2 separate regions of the Arachis hypogaea genome follow, and region 2 is linked to region 1. Evidence: chromatin contacts called from public Hi-C data. All regions are on one chromosome and are shown on one strand. The core of a region is the stretch at or near the end of the contact, and the rest is flanking DNA. Distances in the headings are between cores, read along the strand shown. Region 1 holds the start of LOC112742963. Region 2 has its middle 3.9 kb from the start of LOC112743754.

Region 1 (7,237 bases), core at 1,552-4,051:
TCCTTCCAACTCAAGAGTTCCTTTTAATCAACTCCCCATCAAGTAAGGGAACTACTCACGCATTGTAAATAAAGAATCCATGGCATATGAAAGGAAATTAAAAGAAGACATGATTATTGATATTGAAATTGAATTAAAAAGAAATAATCCTTGCATTAAATAATTATAAAAGTATCTGAGTGACAAAATTGAACATAACAAAGAACATGGAAGATTAGAACCAAGTTAAGAGAACAAACTAGAGTGATGATGTCTTGATGAGGAAATAACTCTTCTCAATGTTCCAATGCTAAGATCAATTGAAAATTAAAATCCTAAAACTAGAGAGAAAAACCTAAGAGAGTGAAAAACTAGATCTAAAACTACTGAATGAATGTCTCTGTTGTTTCTGCATATTCTCTGACTCTAGTCTGCTGTTCCGGGCCGAAAACTGGGCTGGAATAAGGCCCAAAATTGCCCCCAGCAGATTCTGCAGATTATGCAGATCACACATGTCACGCGATCGCATCGTCTATGCGAACGCGTCGCTTGCGCTTTTTCCTCTCCACGCGTTCGCGTCGTCCACGCTACCGCGTCACTAGCACTTTCCAATCTGCGCGGCCGCCCAAGCCATGCGGCCGCGTCGCTGCGATTTGCGCTCCTTCGCGCGGTCGCGTGAGCCATGCGACCGCGTCACTTCTCGCTGGTTATCTCCTTAAATTCTTGTGTTCCTTCCATTTTTGCTAGCTTCCTCTCCAATCTCCATCTCATTCATGCCCTATAAGGCCTGAAACACTTGACACACAGATCACGGCATCGAATGGAATAAAGGAGAATTAAAAGTAAATAATTTAAGTCTCTAGGAAGCAGTTTTTAAACATGTACTGAATTTAGGAAGGAAATCTAAATGCATGCTAAATTGATGAATAAGTGGGCAAGGATCATGATAAAACCACACAATTAAACACAATATAAACCATAAAATAGTGGTTTATCAGTCTATCAACTACTTGATAGAATATCTCAACTTGAAAATGATGCAAATTTGAGATCTTTTGAGCTTTGCGTCTTGATCTTCCTTGTGACACAAATATATCATCCATTTTTGGAACGGTAATATTATGTTTGTCACAAAATAATGAGACTTCATCAAGTAAAAGAGACCAACCATCATCTCTTATAGTTTGCAATCGTTGCTTAGACACTTTAACCAATGCCATAGCATTTACAATGTCTTGATCATTCCTTTGTAATGCTTGAGATAATTCATTAGTAACTCCCAAAATATTTTTCATCAAGTGTAAGTTGAAAATGAATTCAAAGGATTGAATGACATTCAATAAATGACATGCTTCAGCTCTTTGTTCTGAATTATTTCCATCTTTCTCAACATATTCAAGAACATTGACCACGGAAGGAAACAAAGAAATTAATCGAAGTATAGTTCCATAGTGTGAACCCTATCTAGTATCTCCAGCTCTTTTCAAAGCTATTTCTTGATTCAACCCACGCCCACTAGAAATTTCTCCACTTTGTAATGCTTCAATTGTCTTAGTCATTTGACTATCACGAAGCATATCTCTTCGTTTACACGAAGCTCCAACAACATTGCACAAATTGGTTAACAAATTAAAAAGCAAAGCAATTTCAACTTGTTTTTTTGCAACCGTTACAAGAGCTAACTGAAGTTGGTGGGCAAAGCAATGTACATAGAAAGCATACGAATTTTCTTTCAATATCAAAGTTTTCAAACCATTAAATTCTCCTTGCATATTACTTATACCATCATATCCTTGGCCACGTACTCTTGATAAACTTAAATTATATGTTTCTAATAATGACTCCAATGCTAATTTTAGAGATAAAGCATTAGTATTAGAAACATGAACAAGACCAAGAAAATGCTCCCTAACTTGCCCTTCTTTATTCACATACCTTAAACAAACAGACATTTTCTCCTTAATAGAAATATCGCGAGCTTCATCAACCAAAACAGCAAACAATTCATCCCCAAGATCATTTACAAAAGCTTTTGTCGTTTCACTTGCAGCCGCTCTTACAATATCTTTTTGAATTGAGAGAGCTCTTAGTTTAAGACTCCCACGAGCATTTTTAAAAGCACGATCAATCTCTTCATTATGTTGTGCAAGAAAGTTTAGAAGTTCTAAAAAATTTTCTTGATTAACAGAATCATCTGTCTCATCATTACCACGAAAGGTCAATCCTTGTCGCAAAAGAAATCTAATACAATCAATTGTAGCTGTCAAGTGAATTTGATAATTCTTTTTAGCCTGCTCAGATTTTTTTCAATAGCAGCACTAATGTGTTGTTTTGGCTTCATAAGTGCTTCACATTTTCTCCAAGCTTGATTATGAGCACTATCATGAATCCCAACATGAGTTTGTAATCTCTCCTTTTTTTTTCCAATTTGAAAAGCCATTGGTTACAAAAGCATTGCCACCATCATTCTCAAGTTTCATAAGATAACAACAAAGACAAAAAACAGCATCTTTTGATATACTATACTCTAACCAATTTCCATAATCATCAAACCAACTAGGATTGAATCTTCGAAAAGAAGAACCACAAGCAGTTTGCAAAAAATCATGAGTTCTCGGTTGACAAGGACCTCTTTGCAAATACGCGCATCTAACTTTGTCTCTGTCATTCGGATGATAACTTGAAATCTTTGGTCGTTGTCCTGGATCTGCTATGAGACTCTCTACTTCAAATTCTAAAAATCTCCTCTTGTTAGAAGAGCTCGATGAATTGTTTTGGGATCCAATCTCCAATGATGAAGTTCTTTTGAAATATTTCTCCATCACTAATAGATTAAAATTATAAATCTAAATTAATTCATTAATAAAATTAATTTACAATTCTTCCCAAATTGAGAAGTTCAGCATAAAAATATAAATAAAAAATTGATCCATTAACAACAACAGCAAGCTAGCAACTAATAATATCCCAAATTTCTAATTCAAAATAACTCAATACACAAAAATAATTAACGAATTCAATCACAAATTCACAATTTCAATCACAAATTACATCAGAACAAATTCAATCACAAATTCACAATTTCTAAACCAACTATATAAAATTTTCATTTATCAAACAATGAAACAAATGAACGAAAAGATGAATGAAGCAACTAAGTGAATTAAGTATATGAAAACCAACACAAATACCATAGTTATCAAACTCGGACCGGACCGGTCGGTTCAACCGGAAAACTGGTGAACCGGACCATAAGCCGGTCCGGATTAACAATCTAACCGGATAAGCATGCGAACCGGTCAAATTCGAAAAACCCGATCAAACCCGGGGCTCGAACCGGGCCGGTTGATCCGATGGCGTCATCACACAGCCCGATGATGTCAGCACGCGTCACTCAAATTTCAAAAATTTGAAGCATATGCCAGCGCTGGGATTCGAACTTGCATCAGTCAAGTTATAAAGGGAGCCTGTTACCACTAGGACAAGCTTACATTTTGTGTTATAATTTATCTTTCTATGAATATATTATTAACTATTAGATATATCCTAATTAATAATTTATATATTAATTCTTTTAGCCATGCAAATTTAATATATTTTTTATTTTTTTGTTCTAATGAATTGTTCATATTAATTTAATTTATTTTTATTTTATATTTACTCTTTCTTAGATTAATTATTTTTTAATTATATCATTATTAAAATAAAAATTAAACTTTGTTAAATATCAATAAATTAAAAAAAGATAAGCAAAATTTTTTTATTAATCATGACATATTTTTGTTACTGATAATTATATGACATCTATTAATATTAATATTTTTTTAACATATATTTGAATAATGTAATAGATACTAATTAATTAATGAATTAGAAAATAAGTTAATTTGATATAAAAAAATTATATAATTATTTAATTATGACCGGGTCAACCGGTTGAACCAGTGACCCACCGGTTGAACCAATGACCCAGTGACCCAGTAACTTGGCCGAGTCGATTGCCGGTTCGGTTCTGATAACTATGACAAATACACAATACCACCTGACCTAAGACCTATTGATTCTTAACTATTAATTCTTATTCAGTCACAAACCATTCCTTTATTCTAAATCCACATTCGACCATTCCCCACCCCAAAAGCTTATTTATTTATCATATACATATGCTATAATTAATTGGTTACAGGGTAGACTTGAGAATTGTTTGTTGTTTATCACTCTTGATAAGTTGAAAGGTTGATTTGGGTTCCCAATCATGTACCAAGAGGCAAACTAAACTTCAGGAGGATGACCCAGACACCCAGTAGCGGTGTGGCGCTAGTGGCAACAGAGAAGAGGATTGTAGAATAAAAAAGAACCAGTCAACCAGAACTCCAGAAGCCCAGAAGAAATGGATGTTCGTTGAAGAAGAAGGCAGAATCGCAGAATCAGATGCCGAATTGCTGAGTGTCAAAGGAAGGAACGCAGAAGAGGAACGCAGCAGCAGATCCACCAAAATCACAAATCATAAGCAGTGGCGCAAAAGAAGGTAGAACCTAAGAAGTGAGAACTCCTAGGCGCGGCGTGGCGGCGATGCAAGGAGAAACCAACAGAGACGGAGCCACGCGGGAGAATCGCGGCGATACAAGGAGTCGTGAAGACTGCGGAGTCGCGAGGAGCAGAAACGCGGAGTGACAGGGAGCTAGTGACACTGCCACACAGCCCACACTGGCGGTCTGGCGGAGCCACAGAGCGGCAAAAATGCGGAGTCTGGTCTGGCGGCAGTAATTCTGGGGCTTGGAGGTTGGAAGGCAGAGGCTGGAAAAGTTAGGGATTTGGAGAGAAAGAGAGAAGAAGTTGGGCTGGGGGCTGGGAACAGTTTAGGGATTTGGGGCTGGGGCTTTGGGCTGGGAATAGTTTAGGGATTTGGGGCTGGGGCTTTGGGCTGGGGGCAAAAGTAATTATATAATGGGGGCAATCTAGACATTTCACTAAGAAGTACTCTTTATTATTTGAAATTTGACTGGGGGCAGTTGCCCCCACTGCCTTATACATAAATCCGTCCTTGGTAGGTAGTCCACATCTTGTGTGTTGTTGTTGTGCTGTTGATTAATTTTAATGGTTGGGTTATGTGGCGGAGCAGTTGTTGAGTTGAAATTCATTAGACAAATTTGTTGGTAATGCCTTTATTTTGTTGTTAAATTCCAATTTATTAACAAACAAGCACCGAATTGCATTCTAACTATTCATAATGCCATCATTAGTGGCAGATTTATTCTAGTTGACTTCATGCACATTGCATTCATGTTACACATGACTTTAAGTACATCTCTTTGTCGTTGTTGGTTTGCCCAGCCAAATGTACCGCACTTTGGCGACGACGTTGGCGACGATGTGATACTCACTTTGCGTGCAGGGGACATCTCCGTCTGGGCCGTCTACGACCGATACGGGGGCAAGCGAAGGCGCAATTGTGGCACAATCAGCAGAGGGTTGGCAGAATTCTTGCGCAAGTGCAACATAACTGATGAGAAGATGGCTGTCTTTGAGATCTCCAGGACCAACGCGGACGTCGAGCTCTTGGTCCAATTTGTTGACTATGAATGACTACAACTAAAATGATGAACATGCTGACCATGTTATTTTGGATTGCCTTTTGTTATTTGACAAACAAATTATCCCTTGATATGATACAAATTACTCCTTGACTTAACTTTTTGTAGATGATACAGTGTTTGACTCCTTTTTATGACGTTTAAGTACTTTATTATATACCGTGTTCTTTATCTTGAGTTTCTAGAGTTAATCTTGCCTCCTACAGTCTCATACAGCAACATGGATGCTCTAGATTAATTTGCAATTTCAATATAGCGCATAACAAAAGAATGTCATATCACGGCCTCAATATGGTCAATTTTCAACTATAACAGTCCAGAACAGAGTCTCCTATAGCTACCCATTCTTTTTCCAAACATAGATCATGATGCAAGATCTACTGAGAAACTAAAACACCTACTGCATAACGTTTGCATAATATGAACACCAATTACACGACCCACGTTCCCACTGGAGTGAGCTGTGAACGCACTAACTAGATGAATGGTTACCAAATTGTGCCCTGTGAATCATAGTCCTCGTCCAAGCCAACGTCCACTACATCGTCCCATGCCAGCTATAGTGATACATTCCATTAGCCATGAACTACCAATCGATAAATGCTCAAAACATTCAACAAAAACGACGACTTAACAAATTTATTGACATTGTGTTACCTCCTCAGGCGAGTCATCTGTTGTCCCAGTTTCGCCCTCACCCTCAGCACCAAAATATGATGCACCCTCTTGTGTATTCATTCGGCTGTTGGGATTTAAGTGGCAAGATAGTCGATTATGCCCTGTCTGGCGACAAAGACCGCACCTCTTCATCCCCTTCACCGATTCCTTTCTTTGCCTCTTTCGACACCGCGCCATGTGTGGATCCCTCACGCAACCCTCTAGTGTTGAAGCTTCCCTAACTTCATTGCGACCTCCTGTATCACCACAATCCTTTATCTCTTTCAGCCGCGCTATCTCATGAAGAACTTTATCCATCATGTCGGCAAATTCAGCTTCGTCACGACACACCAGAACACACATTTCTCTGCATAGATCATTCAACATCCAATTGCGGCAAGTGATTGTTGAATCCCAGCAAAACGGACCTTTCTCCACAAACGCCCTTACTTTGGAGCAAGCACTCTTGGACCAACGATCAAGAACAAGACTGTCTGGTATGTCAATCATCTCCAAATGTACAAGCACTACTACAATGTGATCACACGGTATACCAAGGGGCTCCATTCGCAAGTACGAGCACTTGAAAATGTTGCTGTCACCATAGTGACACACTTGCCACTCCCTACGCGCATTAGCTGACCTCGACAAAGTAAATGTATCACAAGTATGGTTCCATGTGTATGTCCGTACCTTCAATGTGCAAGCGTGGAAAAGTATGGTCCTGAAGTTGAAGAAAATCGCCCTTGTGAGCTTCTTTGCAACTGACCTCTCCAAATCATGAAACGGACTCTGTAGCACTGGTTCCCCAACCACGGATAACATATCAGAGTGTGCTTTCCTGGACCTCATTTAGGATATGCAATGCATAAACTACTCAACAAAGTCCCTCAAATTATGGTGAGACTGGACAAATTTACCGAGCATTGAGTGTAACCCTTTGCACCTTGACGTTGTACGAAAACCCCCAAAGAAGTTGCTTCGTATATGTGCAGTTGCGCACATAC
Region 2 (7,237 bases), core at 3,248-5,747, 110 kb before region 1:
AACAAAAATATTCAAAACTTAATTAAAAAATATTTAAAATTGAAACCCAATAAAAAATTGTCTTATATAAACTTTATAATAAACTTATTTAAAAACTTGTTAAGTTGTTTGGAGAAATTAATTGCTATAATATTAGTATCTAGTATCAAACCAATCATGAAAATGTGTAATTTGTTTAATTATCTACGCACATTAAGTCATTAACTGATTAATCATGATATACAATGTAAGAAAAAGTATAGGTAGATAATGAGAATATTAAATAATATGAATAATAGATATATTAGATGTTCAATTTAATAGATATGCAGATGATTATGTTAATTATTTTTAATTGGATAGTTATTTTTTTTGATCGATTTACTCATACACAGTTAATAATAGTTGGATATTCAATTTACTAGATGTGCAGATGATTATCCTAATATTAAAATTTAAGAAGTAATTTAGAGATAGAATATTTTTTTTATTTTATTGGATCAATTCTAAAATCTATTATTTATTATTTACAAAAATTATTATTTATCTAACAAAATCTAAAATCTAAATACTAGAATTTGCAACTAACATTCTCAACCGAAAAACAAAGGAAAAATAAAAAAGAAAAAGAAAGGACGAAAAAGTGGGTAAGAGACATCAGCATGTACAGTGACACGTATGTGCTAAATCTAATTGGACACATCAAATCTGTGTTTCTTAGGTAACATAGCCTGCGTGTCTGCAAAGTCTTGGCCCATTTTTCCCACACATTTTTTTTTTCTGTTACCTTTTTGAATTTTTCTTCTAAGCTTTGCCTTTTTAAAATCCGAATTGATGAATGCATATATCTATACAGCATGCTGTAAAGCAATTAAATACACGTCTTCTTGTCTTCTATGACCCTGGCATTAGAAACCACAGATCCAGGATAAAAGCTGTAACTTTTCAACTTTAACTTGACAGAAAAATTTCAATGAATCAAGTAAACAAGTACATACATGCATACAGCTGCAGCATCTCTCTTATCTCTTTTCATTAAGTGCAGGCTTCAGAAGCGTGGACATAATACATCATGGATGGTACGACTATATGACAGAAAGTTAATAATAATAATAATAATGATAATTCATTACTTGTAATTTTTTTGGGTAAAAAAACGTAATTAAACCGGCTGAAGAAAGAAATTAAGTAGATTTCCTAAAATTGAAAATATTACTTGCATCTTCTATAACCACATTTTTATATAAATCGAATGAGTTATATTCGATTTAAAGAGATTGGTAATAAATAGAATGAGGATGAGTTAATTTATTGGAATTTTAAATAAATCAAATTGAGCTGATTCAATTTATGCATGCATGTTGTTCATAGTAATAAATCAAATGAGTGTTTCTTAGATAAATCAACTCACCCTTATTCGATTTACACACAAATTTCTATATATAGAATTTGAATTCACTCTATTCGAATTATATTGCACTAAACAATTTTTTTTTCAAAAATTTTTAATTAATTCATTATAATATTATTAGTTATGTGTTAAAAAAATTAATTTGAATACGTTATGCTAACTATTATTTTAGGAATTGCATCATATTTCTTTACAAAGAATTAACCTTAGGATATTAATTAACACAATAGTATATATAGTTATACATTGTATATACAAAATTATCTATTAATATTCAATAGACAATATGGATGAATATTAACAAATAAGATATAATAAATATGAATATTGTGGTGATAATTAGTATTAAATTTTTCATAAAAAAATCAAAGATATTAGTACTAAAATTCATATTGATATGTACCATTGCCGCTCATAATCATAGCAAAGACCGTTCATATCTATTGGATTGGTATGTACAATGGGAAGGATTGTGATCATAGTAGGGTGGAGGAGGTTGTTGTCATGAGAATTATCCATACAAATACGATGACTCCTTCCTCACTTGATAATTTCTTTCTTGGTGTAACCGTCATTAAAATTTTTATTTTCTGCAATATAGTCATAACCATACTCAAAGTCACAAGGATGAGAACTCATAAGAGAAGAGAGAATTAAAATAAAAAAGCTAACAAAAATTGAAAAACAAGCATATTTACAATATTCACACTATAGCTAATAACAAGCACACATTGTAATTTGCAATCTCTGGTAACAGTGTCAAAATTTTGAACAAGCGCTAAACACTAGAATTCAACGCTATTCAAAGTTTAGTTTAAATATCGCAAATTCAAAACAACAACCAAAAGTTTCAATCTTTGTTCTCCCTAGAAATCACAATGGATTGCTCAATTATTGACTACGGAAGAAATTGGGGTTTGGATCACAATTAACAGAAATTTAAATAGCAAAAAATTAAAAGAGCAAACAAGAAATAAAATTAAGAGAAAATAAGATAATTAAGTAGAAAAAGAAAGTAAACTCAAATGCTAAAAGGGTCTTAGTTAGGTTGAGGATTAAGGATCACTATCCTTATCATTGACAAAAATATAGCAATTATAAAAAATTAATCCCACTTCATTAACCTCTACACATTGATGAAAGTCAAGTAGGTATAATTAATCATAATCCATAAGTCCTAATAACCAACTTACTAATTGAATTAGTAAAAGATTAGCGTCAATAGAGATAAGATTAATTAACAATCCTAAATTATCAATGACTCAAAGTCACCTAATTTCTCAACCCTAAACCAAGAAAAGAAAAATCTACTCTATGACTAAAGTAAACAATTTATCAAACACTTGGTGTGCATAAACATAAAGTATCATAAATTACAAGAATTCGTAAAATCTATTGCTACCCAATGCAAGAAAGCAATAATAATAACTCAATTAAGCATGAATAAAACATAAAATGTCAAATTACATTAAAGAAAAATGAAAATCCAACAATGGTTCATAAACTAAAAATAGCAAAATAGAGAAAGTAACAAGAAATTCAAAGAAACTAAAGTAGAAAAATAAAATTATAAGCTCAAAACTATAATTAATTAACAAAACTAAAACCTAGAACTAGAGAAAATTAACTAAAAATCTTAGAATTCTAGAAACTTCTCTCTAAAATTTTAACTAAAATATCCTAAAACTAAAATCTAAGACTACTTAGTGTTCTTCCTTGTATTTCTCCTTAAAATACTTTAAAAATCTGATGCTTGGATCTTTTTTAGGATCCAAATCGCGAACCCACATGCTCGTTAACCCAGGCACATGACGAAAATGTCGTTTAGGTGAAAAATCTTGTCTGGGCGAAATTTCGCTTGAGCGACAAATGTTGTTTGGGTAATATTTTACCTACGTGACACTTCTTTGCTTGGGCGAGACCACAAATATTAAATTTTTTGTTTTGTGATTCTTTCCTCTTTTAGTCATATTCCGTACGTCCACCTGAACCTAAACTTATTCAATTTATGGTCAAGAATCATATAAATTTATTGTTAATCGCAATTAGAATCAAGAGTGACAAATCTAGTCAATTAAGTACAAAAATAAAGAAAAATTACATGAAATCTCTAAAAATACATACAATAATTTACATAAAATTAGATTTTATCGCATACCATTATTGTTGCATATTATATTATAGTGAAAGTCAAAATAGATTAATATACCATAATTTCTTATTATTAAAAATAATTATATATGATCACATAATTTTTTTAAAATGACTAAAGTGGACACAATAGATAGAAAACTAATTAATAAGAGAATCACCTAGAGACCAAAGTAATTGGTTAATTATACATCAAACTAAACATCCTTATTTGCATCAGCATTCTCATAAAATCAACTATTTTTTATTAAAATTAGTTATTAGTGTATAATAGCAAATAAATTTACTTAAAGAAAGAAAATATCAAAATATAATATAAAAACCATAAATGAAAGAAGGTAACATTTTATAAGTAAAAAGACATTAGTTAGAATAAAATATTATTTTAGTATCTAATATTTAAGTTAGGTCATATTTTATATGTCTCTAACCTTTTTATTATTTCAACTATACTCCTTTTTAGTTATTATTTTCTTTTATTCCTATCATCTTCTTTTTATTGCCAATGTAAACACCATCCTTTTCTTTTTCTTTCTCTTTTTTTTCTTATCACTCTATTACCAATATAGTATCACTATCCTAGCACATATATCATCTCAAACAAAAAGGTCGAAAGAAAAGAAGAGAAAAAAGAACGAAGAGAAAGTAGAGAGGTAATAGTGTTGTGGTGTGGTGGTGAGGCCTTGGTGGTAGTGATTTTATGACAAAAAAAAGTGAGAAAAAGAAAAAAACTAAAAGAGTATGATTTAAATTTTTTATTTAAGAATTAAAATATAATGAAAATAAAACGTTAGAAACAAAAATGAAATTTGACACAAACATTTACCTAACGAAAATAAATTAATTAATAATAGGCCAAACAAGAAAATTAAGCAGGTTGTTCACTTGTTGGGTCATAACTCATAACCCATGAATTGGCTCAGCACACTTATTCATATAGGCTTGGTCTTGTGGAGCTTTTGGTTTGGACATATCCTGTGGGCCTTTTTGAAAATAATATCCTATTATATGCTGCACTTCGGCCCTATGGTCCACAACGCATTTACTTTTTAATTTTTGTCTTCGACGAAAATATCCACTAATCTATTTGATAGTTCTTAACGAATTTTATGTCAATATATATTTTGTGCTTCAACTTTGAAAATTTATAGAATTATAATATTTGAGAAAATTAATTTTTGTAAGACTCAGAATTTTTAAAAAAATTTTATTATGAGTTAAATTTAATTTATTTATTTATTAAAAACTTTAATTTTAAAAATATCTTATTAAAGATAATCAAAACAAATTTTGATAAATTGAGTTTAAAATAAATTAAGGTTTTTATCTGATTTTATAATTATTGAATATTTTTTATATTTAAATTATAAATTTTAGTAGTTGTAAAATAATAAGAATTTTATATGATTTTATTTATATAATTGAGATTTTGAAATTTAATACTTAATTTTTTATAAACAAAAAAATAATTATATTATCTCTAATTTTAAATTAGAATATTTGATTAAAAGTTAATTAGTAAATTGATAATTAAATAATATTTTAAAAATAATTTTGAGGGATTAAATTAGATTTCAAAATTAATACAATATAACCTAATTTGATTTAAAATTTATTAAACCCTAATTTACCCAAAAATTCCTAACCCTAAACAATTAAACACACAAAACCCTAATCCCCTTTTACCCATCAGCTGCCACTCACCAAAAACACACAGAAACAAAAAAATTACCAATTTATTCGATAGAATTGAAATTCCTCATTCCCAGATTAGTTCTCAGTAAATAAAATCTATCTTCACATAGTGGTTTAGTGAAAATGTCAACCAATTGCTTTTTACGGCCAAAAGGTGTGATTCTTTTGAGTGAGATTGAAATCGATAACATACACCCACACTTTGAACAATATTCAGCCTATGGGATGCAAGATACATGAGAGATCCTATCATTTCTCTATACCTTGTTTCATCAGCATCTTTGCCATTTTTATCTTTGTCAAGTTTAGTGTTTGGATGCATGGGAGTTCCCATTAGTTTGGAATTTTCTAAACCAAATTTCTTGATTAATTCTTTGGCATATTTTTCTTGGTGAATAAAGATGCCACTAGGAGTTTGTTTGATTTGAAGTTCAAGAAAGAAAGTTAATGCTCCCATCAAACTCATCTCAAACTTACTAGTCATTAGTTTTCCAAACTCTTCACACAAGGATTCATTTGCCGATCCAAACACAATATCATTCACATAAACTTGAACAAGTAAAATGTCATCATTATATTATTTTATAAATAGAGTGGTATCGGTAGTACCCCTTTGAAATTTATTTTTCGATAAGAAGGCACTAAACCTTTCATACCAAGCTCTTGGAGCTTGCCTAAGGCCATAAAGGGCCTTTGAAAGTTTAAAAACATGATTTGGAAAATCTTTGTTTTCAAAACCGGGGGGTTAGGCTACAAATAATTCTCTATCAATGAAACCATTTAAAAAGGCACATTTAACATCCATTTGGAACATTTTAAAGTCCTTATGGGCAGCATAGGCAAGAAGCAACCGAACTACTTCCATTCTTGCTACCAGGGCAAATGACTCATCAAAGTCAATGCCTTCCTCTTGATCGTAACCTTGGGCCACTAATCTAGCATTGTTACACACAACACTACCATCCTCACCCAATTTATTTTTGAAAATTCACTTAGCACCGGTTACCTTTTTACCATTAGTGTATGGTACAAGTGTCCAGACCTCATTTTTTTCAAATTGGGACAGCTCATCTTCCATGGCTTTTACCCATGAGGGGTCTTCTAGAGCTTGATTCACATTGAGAGGTCCCAATTAGGACAAGAAGGAAACGTTGCTTGCATCCTCTTGCTTCTTGCTTGAGGATTGATGAGCGGATATTTTATACGTCTTTTGGCACTATTTTCATATAATTTTTAGCATGTTTTATTTAATTTCTATTAACTTTTCATATGTTTTAGTGTAAAATTTATATTTTTGGATTTTACTTTGAGTTTGTGTATTTTTGTACAATTTCAGGTATTTTCTGGATGAAATTGAGGAGTTGGAGCAAAAGTTAGCAAAAGTCTGATTCAGAGACAGAGAAAGCACTGCAGATGCTGTCCGGATCTGACCTCCTTTCACTCGAAAGAGATTTTCTAGAGCTACAGAAGTCCAAATAGAGCATTCTTAATGGATATGAAAATATGACTTCCAGAGCTTTACAACAATGTATAATGGTACATACTTTGCTTCATATTAGAAGACCCAAAACTGGCGTCCAACGCCAGCTTCCTGCCCCCATTCCAGGCGTCCAGCGCCTAAAGAAGGAGACCAGGCGTCCAAACGCCCAAAGAGGACCCCTAGCCAGCATTAAACGCCCTAGAGGCCTCCTAGCACGTGGATCTCATCAAAACTCAGCCCAAACACTCACCAAGTGGGCCCCAGAAGTGGATTATAGCACTAAAAGACTATTTTACCCTTTCTTATGTAATCCTTAGTCATTAGTTTAGTATTTAAAGGATATTTTACATAATCATAGGAAGCTTTTATGCCATTTTTCGTTCATCATTGTATTTCCTAGCAGTATGAGTTTTTAAACCTCCTAGGTTGAGGGGAGGAACCCTGCTGAGTTCTATGAATTAATAAAAGTATTACTGTTTCTATTCAATCCGTGTTTGATTCAATTCTAATATGTATATTCG

The links. Hi-C and Micro-C count contacts between places; a contact is called where the count stands out from the background.
Region 2: a Hi-C map of leaf shows a contact between it and region 1, with 3 times the contacts expected there. The contact joins the enhancer-like site here to the promoter of LOC112742963 in region 1. A contact is called at or near these places in 2 of 8 Hi-C or Micro-C datasets (both in leaf).

What each region holds. Positions count from the first base shown.
Region 1 is chr14:114,725,383-114,732,619 of arahy.Tifrunner.gnm2.J5K5, reverse strand. LOC112742963 reads right to left here and starts at 2,801. Exons shown (of 2, transcript XM_029292499.1): 1 at 2,427-2,801; 2 at 1,440-2,270. The coding sequence starts at 2,801. The coding sequence ends at 1,440.
Region 2 is chr14:114,840,306-114,847,542 of arahy.Tifrunner.gnm2.J5K5, reverse strand. No RefSeq gene overlaps it. Among protein-coding and RNA genes, the nearest start is that of LOC112743754, 3.9 kb to the left of the region's middle. Within about 2 kb of position 4,497, at least 2 of the 3 cell types and tissues checked have open chromatin away from gene starts, as enhancers often do.